3 separate regions of the Mus musculus genome follow, and all the other regions are linked to region 2. Evidence: chromatin contacts called from public Hi-C data. All regions are on one chromosome and are shown on one strand. The core of a region is the stretch at or near the end of the contact, and the rest is flanking DNA. Distances in the headings are between cores, read along the strand shown.

The links. Hi-C and Micro-C count contacts between places; a contact is called where the count stands out from the background.
Region 1: a Hi-C map of cerebellar granule neurons shows a contact between it and region 2, with 4 times the contacts expected there. The contact joins two enhancer-like sites. A contact is called at or near these places in 2 of 484 Hi-C or Micro-C datasets (cerebellar granule neurons and cerebellum).
Region 3: a contact with region 2 is called in a Hi-C map of cerebellum, with 4 times the contacts expected there. The contact joins two enhancer-like sites. A contact is called at or near these places in 2 of 484 Hi-C or Micro-C datasets (cerebellar granule neurons and cerebellum).

What each region holds. Positions count from the first base shown.
Region 1 is chr3:139,885,074-139,889,452 of GRCm38.p6, reverse strand. No RefSeq gene overlaps it. Among named protein-coding and RNA genes, the nearest start is that of Gm32693, 110 kb to the right of the region's middle. Within about 2 kb of position 2,897, at least 40 of the 459 cell types and tissues checked have an H3K27ac peak or open chromatin away from gene starts, as enhancers often do. A contact at or near this core is called in cerebellar granule neurons and cerebellum, where this site is marked.
Region 2 is chr3:140,699,283-140,703,956 of GRCm38.p6, reverse strand. No RefSeq gene overlaps it. Among named protein-coding and RNA genes, the nearest start is that of Gm32754, 220 kb to the left of the region's middle. Within about 2 kb of position 1,621, at least 4 of the 459 cell types and tissues checked have an H3K27ac peak or open chromatin away from gene starts, as enhancers often do. A contact at or near this core is called in cerebellar granule neurons and cerebellum, where this site is marked.
Region 3 is chr3:139,946,256-139,950,691 of GRCm38.p6, reverse strand. No RefSeq gene overlaps it. Among named protein-coding and RNA genes, the nearest start is that of Mir7j, 80 kb to the left of the region's middle. Within about 2 kb of position 1,436, at least 2 of the 459 cell types and tissues checked have an H3K27ac peak or open chromatin away from gene starts, as enhancers often do. A contact at or near this core is called in cerebellar granule neurons and cerebellum, where this site is marked.

The DNA.
Region 1 (4,379 bases), core at 1,648-4,147, 820 kb after region 2:
GTGGACATAAGAAACATGGTTTAATGGTTAGTTTATTTTGTCAACTTGATACAAACAGGGTCATCTGGGATGAGAGAACCACAACTGAGAAAATATCCCCATCAGATTGCCTGTGGGCAAGTCCATGTGGCATTTTCTTTGTTTGTTTGTTTGTTTTTGCTTTTTGTTTATTTTGTTTTGTTTTTTCTTTGTTTTGTTTTGTTTGTTTTTCGAGACAGGGTTTCTCTGTATAGCCCTTACTGTCCTGGAACTCACTTTGTAGACCAGGCTGGCCTCGAACTCAGAAATCTGCCTGCCTCTGCCTCCCAAATGCTGGGATTAAAGGTGTGTGCCACCACCGCCTAGCTGTGGCATTTTCCTGAGCAATGATTGACAGACGTGGGAGCCCCAAACTTATGTGAGCCAAGTGGTCTCTTGACTGGGACCTGCACTGTGTGATCAGGCAGGTAGAGTAAGCCATGGAAAGCAATACAGCAAAGCAGCTTTTTTTGCTTCAGTTCCTGCTTCTAGGTCCCTGCTTGAGTCTCTCTACCTTGACTTTCCTCAATGATAGATTGTGGCAATTAAGTATAGGTCAAATAGTCCTTATTCCTCCCCAGATTGCTTTTGGTCATGGTCTGTATGTATAACAGTGATAGAAAGCAAACTTAGAACACGAGACTCTTAGAGGCTTGCAGCTGCTGCTCTGTCAATAGGCTTTATCTGGACCCTTTGCTCATCACTTCCTCTTTTTGACTACAGTTTCTTTTATCCCAGTTAATAACCCACAGGTCCTTAAAGAAAGCCAGACCCATTCCTAAGTATTGACTCCTGATACACCTCCTATTGGTACTACCAGTGAAAAAGCATAGCCTTTAGATTTCCATTTTTACTATGCAAAGTGTACCATCTACACCATAACAACCTGCCTTTGAGTTGTGATTGGCTTTAAATTTTATTTAGAGTGACAGTGATAATGATTTATCAACAGAGTTAATCTTCTGGGGCAGTAAAGCACTGGCCCAGACAACATGGGTTCAAAATCCACCTCTCCCACTTAATCAGGCACTTACTTAACTTTTCTTCTCTTTAGTTCCCAGCCCTGTGGCCAGCTGCTTTAGGCGTAACCTATAGGATAAGTGTGAGGATTACATCACCTGGCTTATAGCATATTCATAAATGTTGAAGAAACAGCTATGAGGTGCCAAGGTATTGTGCTTGACCTGCCATACAGAGTCATTTGCTTTTATTACCAATGCTTTTCAATGGAAATCTTGGCCTTGTTTCACAATAGTACCAAGGAGAACTCACTTCTCTTAGTAAATGCAATCTTAGGCAGGGGCTTTGCTATGCATCACAGAAATCTCAGAATTTTAGAACAGAAAGGCACTTTTAGGAAGAGACTGTCAAGTTACACAAGGCTAATTAACTTAAAAATCAGTTGGCAATACTTATCAATCTGCTTAATGACATTGAAAATGCTCCTTGCTCAAGTATAGTTTCCATCTATGCTTGGGTAGTGTTAGCTTGAGGGATTTTGACAAACTTTTACAATGCTTGTTTTACCTACTTTTGGGGGTTCTAAAGTATCTCACCTAGCTAAGATGAACTGTTTTAACTGTTATAAAATTAATTTTAAAAACTGAAAAACTTTATCTAAAAAATTCTTAAGTGTGGCATCATACTGTATAAATAGTGATTTATCTACAATACATTTTTATTAGTAATATGATTATTTATTAGGCTAATGGGTATTTCAAGGAATTGGAAATCAGAAGAATTGGTTATAGACAAGCTGAAGCCCAAATCTCTTTTACAATTGTGTGTGAAAGTAGCAGCATCGATTTGAGCTGACGTCATGTTGATGAGTTGTCTTTGTGATGAAATTCAGCTGTGGCTCAACCTACTGCTACATCTGCTGTGATGACTCTTAGCTTCAAATCTGTGACAGATTTCCAGACTTGCAGCCCATGTGCCCACCTTGGCTGACCCTTACCATGTGGCGAGAATCTTTTGTTTCCCCCTGCACTGACTAGACAAGACCAGAGCAATCTGGTTCCACCTGGCTCTCAACTCACACTGATATGCTCTATGTAATATTGTGGCTTCCTTCCAGTTTTCCTGTTTTGGTAAGGAACCTTTCAAACAACGTCTCCTCCGATAATAAGTACTTTGAGCATCAGATGTTCCAAGTGTAGAAAAGACAATTAATTAAATTGTGGAGGTATGAGAATTTGCCTATGAGAAGAAAACACATGAGATTTCACAGATATAGTAATGAATCAACAGTCTCTTTCTTTAAATGATGGCAAACACATGGGAACTTTTTAAAAATCAGTTTTGCTCTCCTTGATTCCTGCTCTTACAAGGAAAGAGCCAATTCTCTCCTGCTTTTACTCAATAAATTTCCATTCCAAGGTTACAAAGTTGAGGGTAGTCTTTTTTTTTTTTAATAATAAGAGTGTTTGGCTTCCCTGGCATTGAGAAGGTGAGGAACTGCTAGGCGTCAGGAGTTTGTTTAAAATTCTGTCTGACTAAGTGACGATGCGGACACATTGGTCCCATTGTGGTGTAACTACTAGTGTGGAAACTGTCATCTGCCAACAAGTAATGGTGGTCATAGCTCACTGCCACTCCAACTGCTCACAGTCCGGCTCAGCCTGCCTCCCTGAGCTATAGCCAGCTGTCAGGAATGACACAGCTGCCATCTTATTTACTGCCATAAGCTTTCTTGGCACTGTGGATGCAGACGCTGCTGAGATGGCGCCTGCCATTGGCTGTAAAAGGTACAGGAAAGAGAGCCTCCGAGGAACCCTGGGAAGGTGCAACATGTTCCAGCCACCTGACAGTGGAAGCAGCCGGTCCTGAGTCTCTGAGCTTGTTCTTTGTTGACTGATAAGATTGGACAAGGCACAGTAGGCCCTCCAGAACTCCTATTCAGACTGTTTTAATTGAATGCGTCACTGACAAGGCACAATCACTTGGGCTGTGGCATCTATTCCAAATGAAACAATTGTTTTAAAGTAATTGCTCTGACAAGTCGGCTGGCAGCCATGGAGGGTAAGATGCATGTGTTGCTATGAGAAGAGACAGAAAACATGTTCCCTGTAATTGCCATGACTGAGCTTTTAAACTTTCCCTTTTATTCCACATGAAATGCATCCTTTAAAAAAACCTCTGATTTGAATAAACATTGAGCAATTCTGGAGGCCCCTCTTTGCTTTTCACGTTTATTATGCGTGGAAAAGGCTTGCTTAGAGTATCTAGCCACAACATTTTACAATGGATTCAAACGGGAGGAAAAAAAGGAAGTGCGAAGGGCCCACTTATTTCTGAGTTTCGGAAAGACTCTCTCGTGGTTAGCAAGTGTTGATATAAGGATGGCAATTATGCAACATAAGACAGAAGGCCAATTACATCACCTTGTTAGCATATCCAGACCCAAATTTCCACAGTATGCAAGTGGCTTCTCCAGAGAGTCACTATGTCTACGAGAGCCAAAAGAAGCAGCTTTTTACATTTATCACACCTACACAAAGGACTGCAAGGTAAATAATCCACTCTGGTGCACAGTCTTTGTTTATCTAGAATAGAACGTGTCTCTTTTTATGTGGAAAACAATTATCATTGTAATACAGCTTTGTGAATGATTTAATATATAGAATATTGTACTATTGTATTTTATATTGTAATCTTAATATAAGAATTAACCATGTATGTATGTTTCAGATTAATAAAAAAAGCAACATTCTTACCCATCCTCAATTTTCATCATATCTTCCCACACAGAATAGTTTTCCTATGAAATCACAGCTAGCATGAAAGTTCTAATTAATTCCCCTAATGCTTTCTTATAGGAACTAGAGTTTCTCCTATGAGGTACCAGGCACATCCAGCTACTATAGAGAGAGGTTAAACCTGTGTGTTTAGTGATGATATTGCTGGGTTTGAAACCTTGATTGTGACATTGCTTCCCTAAGGAAAGGATTCTATCCATTCATTTCTGCATCTGCTCTGTAAGTATTCCATGTTGCCGTGCATGGAATGCCATTCCCAGTCTCAGGGATATAACAAGGAACAAACCAAATATGATAAAACTGCAGAAAAATTGGTTAACAAATAAAAACCATAGTTCTCGTTTGAGGTATTTGCAATAAAGAAGGATAAGATGATGGGAAATAGACAGGAGATGGAGAAGGATCAATAACATTTTAGATGGAATTGCATGGCAAGGTTTTGTTGTTATTTGTTTTGTTTTAAGTTTGGGATTTTTTGTTTTGTTTTGGGGGGGGGGGTTGCTGGTGTTTTGCTTTATTTTTGTTTGTTGTTTGTTTTGAGTTGGCATTTAGTTATTTGAAGCCGATTGGGGGTAGAAAATGCTGTGAAGAGGATTCCAGACG
Region 2 (4,674 bases), core at 372-2,871:
TGATATGTAGTTATTTCTTCAGCAATGTGTTATCTGCCTGCTTGCCTGGTGCCAAGCTCCCCACCATGATGATATTGATTAACGCTCTGAAGATGTAAGCAAGCTCTTAGTTAAACACTTTCTTTTATGAGTGTTGCTTTAATCCTGGTGTCTCTTCATAGCAATGGAACAGCAAACTAAGACTAGTTGGTACCAGGACTGGGACATTTCTGTGACAGGCGCCTGAGGCCAGGCAGCTCCTGCACTGAGGCTCAGAGAGACTATTGTTTGAAATTTGAAAGTGAAGCCTAGATTGCATTGATGATATTAGAGATGTCAGAGTCTCGGGATGTCTGCTGACGAGAGCTGTTAACAGAAATGGAAATACCCCAAGAGACAAAAGTATATTGCCTGCAACAAAGCTGAAGGAGCTGGAGATCTGAGGACTACTTAGACACCTGAGATGGAGATGCAGAGTTTGGACTCTGTCCTGCTGGTTTCCCGTCTTGCTTTTGGTCCAGTATGTTTTCATTCTGCTCCTTTTCCTTCCTTTTGAGACGGCAATGAATATTCTGTGCCGTTTTATATTGGAAGTATATCGTCTGCTTTTTTGCTTTTATTTTTCATATAGAGTTACAGTTTGAGGTCGCCTCAGTCTCAGAAGAGACCTTGTACTTTTAAACAGTTTTAAGACTGAAAGACATTTGAAGTTGGACTGAATGCATGAGCATATTTTACATTATAATATAGTTATAAACCTATGAGGAGCACGGAGGGAACTGTGGTTTTTGAATGAGACTGCCCCCTATAAACTCACAAATTTGCATGCTTGGTCCTGATTGGAAAGAATTAAGAGGTGTGGCCTTGCTGGAGGTGTGTCACTAGGAGCAACCTTTAATACTTCAAAAGCCCACGTCTGGCTCAATGTATCTCTTGCTTCATGTTGTGGACGAATCTGCATGTAAAATCCTCTCAGCCACTTCTCCAAAAACGCTGTCCTTTCTGCTGAAGGCCCCAATCTTACGCAGTTTAAATACTCAGAATGCCTTCAATAAAGAAGCCAAATTCCCTTGAGAAAACTCCTTGTTAACACATAAAATTACATTGCTAATTTCTATATTTTCTCAAATGAATGATTTCCATTTATTAGAGTAACTGTGCAAGGGAAACAACGAAATAATAATTTTTTTTCAGATATATGAGACATTTGTGTCTCAGTTAATACAAATTCCAGGAAGAACAAAGGATACTGTGGGTCAGAGTAAAAACAGATAGGAATCACACTAAATGTAATCTTAGCTAAGACTAGCTAAGTAAATCAATGCAGCTTTTCACCTACACATAGATAATATCTCGATTTACGGGAAGCACAGTTGTAACAGATTCATTTGGCGGCTGGTGGAGTCCATTCATTGCTTATCAAACCTGTTGAAGAGAGAGTTACAACTAGAAAAAAAAAAAAGAGGAAGCAGAGATCACCAGAATTAACGTTCCCTACAAAAATAGGCAACCGAAGGCAAGACCACACTCGCAGTGGGATCATCACTGATTTGGATGAAGAAGTGTGGGTTATGCTCATGAATCCTCCTCATCAGCAGGCTCACTGCAGGGAACAGATGGGCTTGGAGAATGGCTTAGTGAGATGTTGATAGGAAGTGAAGTTTCTGTAATGCACATTTACATTGCTTGAGTAAACCAACACATCTATTGGTATGCAGAATGGAGCTGTTAATCTGGCAGATTGTATTTTGCTTAACACCAATAAGTAAAATCTATTAAGATTAGTTGCTTTCTGATTGCAAGGGTACCTTCACCATGCTACCTCTGCATCATATTCATCGTCTCATGCCATTCTTTAGTGTACATGAACCTTATCCTATTTCTTTATCACAGTATTGTGTTTCCACATGCCGAATACAAGTAATAAGTAGAATGTAGCAAGTTTTCTACATATTAGCAAGATAAATAGTGGAAGATGACACTATCCACAGAAATTCAGGGGCTTCTTACTTTCTTGTCATTTCAAACTGTCTAGTTTAACAAAATATATCGAAGTGTATGCTCAGAAGAGAAAGGTAGAATTTTACATTTGGTCTTTCTCTCAAACGAAAACTGGAAGAATTTAACCAAATTTACTGGATTTTTCATAGAAATCTATATGGGAAATAATTTATAATCTGCCTCAAAAAATATTAAATTAAATCAAGATCAATCATAGCCCTAAAATTAAAAAATAATTAAAAATTTTTTTAGGGAGAAACACAAAATATACATATACATAATAAGATGTGCATATACACATACATGTATACATAATAAATATATAATAAACACACAGGAAACTTATTACAAGCTAGTAGCAGAGAGGGTGGGCTGGTCAAGCAACATGGGGCAAGAAGAGCATCCACAGGTCCATATGAGATTGCACCGGAAGCTGGGAGGCAGAACATCTTAGGGCTTTTGCCTCCTCTCATAGACCCATTTCCTGTCAGTACTGTGTTTTCAGTTCCATGTCTGCTAGATGAGTATGATCTATGTGAGTGAGCTCTGTGTAATACAGAGAACAACAGAGGAAGACAAAGAATGATATGAATGATCAGCCTGATTTACCTCCTACAACATGTTTGTTTTGCCTCTGTGATAATAGTTGCAGATATATCACAATCCCTAAGGGAAAACATTGCAAAAGTTTGAACCTTTCAGTAGGGCACTGTCTGTGTGTTAATTTAAAGGACACTGCTTTCCCTAATTTAAAGGACACTGCTTTCCCTAGTCTTTATTCCTGTTTTGCCAAGAAAGATAGGAAGCTGTTTCTATAAGCATAAGTAGCACTAATTGCCAATGCTTTAAGTATGGAGAGGGGAGGCCTTAGAGATATGCAGAGGGTAGGCTGAGTCCCCCTTTTAGTTTTATGAGGTTCTTGTGACTCTGAAAAAGAAATTAGAGAGAAAGCAATGTAAGGGATTGGAGAATGGGTTTTTGTTGTTGTTGTTGTTGTTGTTGTTGTTTTTTATATATTCAAGGAGAGTGTGTGATTCTCAAAAGCACTGTGTCATAAGAATTTTTTAATAAAGATTTTTTTTTATGTTATGTGTATGACTACACTATTGCTCTCTTCAGACACACCAGAAGAGGGCATCAGATCCCACTACAGATAGTTGTGAGCCACCATGTGGTTGCTGGGAATTGAACTCAGGACCTCTGGAAGAGCAGTTTTAACCACTGAGCCATCTCAATTTCTAAGAGTCCGTTTCATGACAAACTTATGAAGGAGAGGGCTATTCTTGTGTCAGATAGGAAAAGGAAGGGAGACATTCATGGACTGTGTCAGGGCTTTTCCAGAATTCATTTATTCCCCTCTTCTGTCCTTTTAGGGACATTTCCAGATATGTCATTGCATAATGCACAATAAGAATGGCAAGAGTCAGTTTTGCAATTCCAATTTTACGGAGTTACCATTATACTGATGCAAATAGCAGCTAGCAGTTACCAATGACAGCCAGGTTAATCACAGCCAGTTCTTGTGTTTCCTTTCATTAGTGTCATTTTTATTATTATGATTACCTCAGGATCTAGATCCCTTGCATTTTTCCTCTTGTTTTCTCTACTCTTCCTTAAGCTTACAAGCAAAGACTTGCTTTGCACCTATTGCATTGGATTTCATGTAAATGAGTTGTTCTGTCTAAAATACATCCTCACTCTCTTACTAGTTATATATCAAAGGAAACAAGGTGATCCAGAATTCTTTTTCCTTATTACAGATAAGCCAGGATCCAGACAGGTTTTATGTCAGTGTTTTGGGGCTCTATTGTATGACTGTTGAGGTCTCGTCAGACACAGCCTTTCTTGCTGCATATGTGAGTAGAGAGAATCTGAAGATACTATTGTTTGTTACAGAGTGGATGCATTTCCCAAACCTTCAGTTGGTTTCTTCACACTGATGTAAGTATAATTATCTTAATTGTGGCATTTCAAGCTGTACAAATTAATAAATTGATACTTAAATTCCATTTGGTTACAGATACACAGTTACATATTTCTTCAGCCAGAAACTTGCTGTGGGAAAGAAAGGACTTCTTGAACTTGAACCTCTCACAGTCAGTGAGAAGCCACTGGTAGCTGTTGTCCCAGAATATGATAGCAGATGTGAACACAGTCAATAAATGCCAATGCATGTAGTGCATTCTCCAAATATCCAAGGAAACGTTTTTACTTAATTTGTGAATAGTTTTGAAGTAGGCACTTTCCAATATTCTCATCAGATAAAATAACATTTTAATACAGTGATACTGGTTCACTTAAGAATAAAATTTTCTCAGATTAACTTATATTTATCCACTCTGGAGCCACCTATTCTGAAATAAATTATGACATAGAGATTAGAGGAGGAGATGTTTGATTTTACTCCAAGATTGGAAAATTAGGCCAAAGATTGTCAGTCTCAAAAATCAAAACCAACCAAACAAGAACTGCAACATAGTGCACACTTTATACAAGGAATATTGAGGTCCATGGACTGTGCTTCCACTGTCACGGCCACTGCCACTGCCACTGCCACTGCCACTGCTACTGCCACTGGGACCATGTTGATCTGATTTTGTGCTTCTGATGGAAACCATGTGGAAGTCTATGACTTGTGCTGCTGGCAGACACTGGCAAGGAACTGCCTTTGCATTGACATGGATGATTGCAGAC
Region 3 (4,436 bases), core at 187-2,686, 750 kb after region 2:
TTAACACTAAGCTTTATATCTACTATTAGCATTCAAAGCTCCTTTGACCCCCATCCCACTGCAGGCTCCAAGCACTCTTTATGGGATAACAGTTTCCTGCTTTCTAGAATCGTGACGTTTGGGAGGAGGAAAAGAGATATGTACAAGCAAGATCTGGAAGGGAATACACCTTGCCAAGCCCCAGAAATAATCCAATCTGGCCACTGTAGCTTGCTGTTTATTAGCATTGGAGCAGAAGCACCGTGAAATCAATTTATTCAGAAATAGAAATTCTCTGATTCAAAATTACCAGTGGCAATGGTTGCTTCCTTTTTAAAAAGTATGAACACTGTGAAAGAAGCAGAGCTCGAAACCAAATCTCGAGTCGTGTGGGGGAATATGCTAGGAGCTGGGGCTTCTTTGCCTTAGTGTTTTTTTAAGTTTTCTAAGATAGACTTGTGTGATCCTCACAGTCTTGAGAACACAATGCTCTCCAAAATAATGTGTGGGGTGGGGGGGCTGAAGCAAACTAGGTCAGTTGTATGGTTTCAGCAGACAAGAGGACAGCTGGGATCTTGCACTTTTGGATTTGGTTCAAAGATGAAGTAGAATTGATTGTTTTACATTGGAATTGTCATACGAGCGCACAGACTTTGAAGGGAGAGGCTGTTGGTTGAAATATATAGCTCAGGGAAAAAAATTGAAGACTGAAGCATCATTAAAAGAAGCATTTTACTAGAAAACAAAACCCTTCTGGGAGGCCTAGGAAATAGGAAATGCAACATTTTTGGTTGTAAAATCACAAGTATGCTATAAGATTTAACTTCAACATTTATGTCATTGTTTATATAATTGTAATTAATATAGCCTAAAAATATTCAGGTAGCCTGGTACAAGGTAAAAAAAAAATTAAGTTCTATAAATAGCAGTTGCCAAGAGGGTAAAGAACTATAAGAAGTGAGATTAATAAAAACAAGTCAATGGCTAATAAGAAAAAGCTTCATTTCATTTAAATTCAACCGTGCCCCTGGCATTGGTTTTGGCAATAATTAGAAGCTGAAGAGGATATTAGCATCTCTACTTTTTCTTTGTGGATTGCCTTCCTGTGGTAAGTTACATGTAAACAACTATGTGTGGTAGTTTGCAGGCAAGGTGCCCTATTTTGCTCAAAACCTACCTACAATGACCTTTCCCTTCTCAAAGTGGTGATTCACTAAGAAACTTGCAGTACTTTGTTCTTGAAATTTAAAAGCTAGTCCATACTCTCTAAGTGTGCGGAAGGGATGCCTTGGCATATCTGGGAGCGAGAATAAACAGTTAAAAAGTTGCTGACTTTGCTTAGTGGCTCTTTAATAAAGTGCATCTCCTTCACTGGAACGGAAGCAAATAGAACCAAAAGCTATATTCATTGGCTGCTAGACAGGGACCAGAACTACAGCGCTTGGCAAGTGCTATTGTTTTTCAAGTCTTACTGACACCTGGTGGCTGCAACTATACAAGCTGCAGTAAACAAAGATGGACCTTTAATTTTAAATGTGCATTCATTCCTTGAGAATTTTATACAGTGCATGCTGATCATATTTACATGCCTCACCAACTTCTATCTCCTCACCCTCTGTTTTTCTTCAAATTGTTGTTACTTATGGAACAATAGAAATAGAAATAAAACCTACTTATTTCATTTAGAGTTATATATGTATAGATGCCAAGCACTTGGTATTGGAAAATCAAGAAGCTCATAACTGGGGAAACCTTTTTCTCTTTCTTCTTAGCCATTAAGTGCCTATTGTTTCTCTTCTAGGGAAAGGCTTACATGCCATCTGGTATTGTAATAATTGAGGTCTTGTTTAGGCACCCATATTGCTGATATTCTCTTAATTCAGTTTCCCTGTCATATACAGAAAACATAAATTCAAAGGAGTTGGCAATGCCCTCTGGCTTTTACCCACCCCCTCACTTCCAAGGTGTTTTATGAGCCTTGGATACAGGGGTTGTACTAGAACAATGGAAGATGGGCATCCCACAGTCATTTTGACTATTTATGTCTTTCTGTAATGATCTCTATCTGATGCTCTAAAGCTAGCTCCTCTGTGAGGTGTGAGAGCTGAACTTATCTGTGAGTATCTGTGAATATTTATAATGAATTTCAAGATTAAACTGGTTTAGGGAAACTGAGAGGACTAGGTTTCATCTAAGTTTATGGCTTATCAGCCTTGGGAAGTTGGATAGGTTTATAGTACCAGGTCATTGTAGCTTCCCGTTGTTGTGCTTCAGAGGTGGCACAGCTAGGTGGGCCTGTGGATTGCTTTCCTCCCTCCTCAGCTCCCTTCACCTGCTGACAGATAGAAGCTAGTACTCGAGCAGGAGCCTTCCAGGTCAGCTTTAGCTCAGTTCCCATAAAGTCCTGTGTCTGAAGTGTGTGGTGTTTTTAGCAATAAAAATTACCTTCAAATTCTGGGAGCAACCAAGGAAAATGACAAGAACTCATAGTAGGTTTCACCCTTTCCTGACCAACAACTCAAAAGGAGGTTTCTTGGGTCCAGTACTAGGGTTTTTGTTAGAAAGTCTAAGGATCTTGAGAGAGTATTATCCTCTCAGGTAGGATAGATTTATGTTTTAACAGCCTATGGTACTGTGGAAACTAGTACCCAGGTCAATTCCTCTCTCTCTCTCTCTCTCTCTCTCTCTCTCTCTCTCTCTCTCTCTCTCTCTCTCTCTCTCTCTCCCTCTCTCTCTCTCTCTCTCTCTCTCTCTCTCTCTCTCTCTCACACACACACACACACACTTTCTTTTCTTGGTAATATTGGATATTTTATAAGTAGAAGAACAAATTTAGATCTGTACCTATCATATATCATCTTGCTCAAAAGTTTACTCCAAGTGGGTCAATCACCTCAATATGAAACAAGAAACACTGAGTTAATGAACTGTTAGATAAAAACGTAGCCAGTGTCCTACAAGGTCTAGATCTAGATGGTTTTCTAAATAGGAGCCCATTTTCCCGGGAATTAAGAGCAATCAACATGTGGGACTTCATAACACTAAAATGCTTATGTACAGCAAATGAAATAATCAACTAAAGAGGACGCCTTTTAATATCCAGAATATATTAAAATATACAAAACACAAGGAAGCAAGAAAACAAATGAACTAATTAAGAGCAGGCAATGGACTTGAAAAGAGAAGTCCCAAATGAGGAAATGAAAATACCTAAAGGATACCATAAAAAAAGTCAACATCATTAGGAACGAGGGACATGCACTTTGTAACTATTTTGAGATGTCATCTGACCCACGTCAGTATGCCTAAGATGAGGAAAACAATTGACAACAAATGCTGGCGAGATGGGGAAACAAGAACACTCATTCATTACTGGTGATATTGCAAAATGGTGCAGCCATTATAAAAATCAGTGTGGAGAATTATTAAAAGCTAAAATTAAATTAACCATTGCAACCCACTTGGCAGCGTATGCCCAAAGAAAATATTCGTTGTCTTGTCCATCGCCACTCTATTCACAACAGCTAAGTTGGCAAGAAACCAAAATGTCTTAAAAATCGATGAACAAATAATGAAAATGTTGAACATATACAAAATAGAGTATAATTAAGCTGTGTTGTGATTTGAAAAAGAATGGACCCCAGAGGCTCATGTATTTGAATGCTTAGGGTGTGGCCTTGTTGGAGGAAATTTGTCACTGGGGGATAGGCTTTTTGGTTTCAGAACCCCAAACCAAACCTAGTATCTCTCTCTCTCTCTCTCTCTCTCTCTCTCTCTCTCTCTCTCTCTCTCTCTCTCTCTCTCTCTCTTTCTCTCTCTCTCTCTCTCCCTCTCTTCCTCCCTCCCTCCCTCCCTCTTTCTCAGCTGCATGTGTATCTGGGTGTAGAACTCTCAGCTTCTCAGCTCCATCCCTTCCTGTGCTGACATGCTCTCCACCATGATGATAGTGGACTAAAATTTTGAAACTGTAAGCAATACCCAATTAAACGCTTTCTTTTATAAGAGTTGCCGTGGCCATTTCTACACAGCAATAGAACAGCGAGTAAGATAAACTGCAAAGGAAAATGAAATCATGACATTTTCCAGGCAAACAGATGAAACCAGAAGACATTACATTGTGTAAAGTAAACCAGACTCGGAAAGGCAAAGGATGAATGCTTTCTCTCATCTGAAGCTCCGAATCTTTAGACATAAGTGTAAAACCTGGAATAAGTACATAAACTAGGAAAGCAGAAGTGACAGAATCAGACTGGAAATGAGAAAAGGAGCTCTAGAATGGGGAAAAGCAGGGCAGAGGCCCTATGAATGAGGAAATAGGAGAATGGGTAAAGGGGTTAACTGGGGGTGGGAGGGGCAGTGCATTATAGAGGAAGAGGGAGGGAAGAGAAATAATGCTAAGAGGGGTATTCTGGATAGATTTATGTCAATTTGACATAAACTGTAGTCATCTGAGAGAA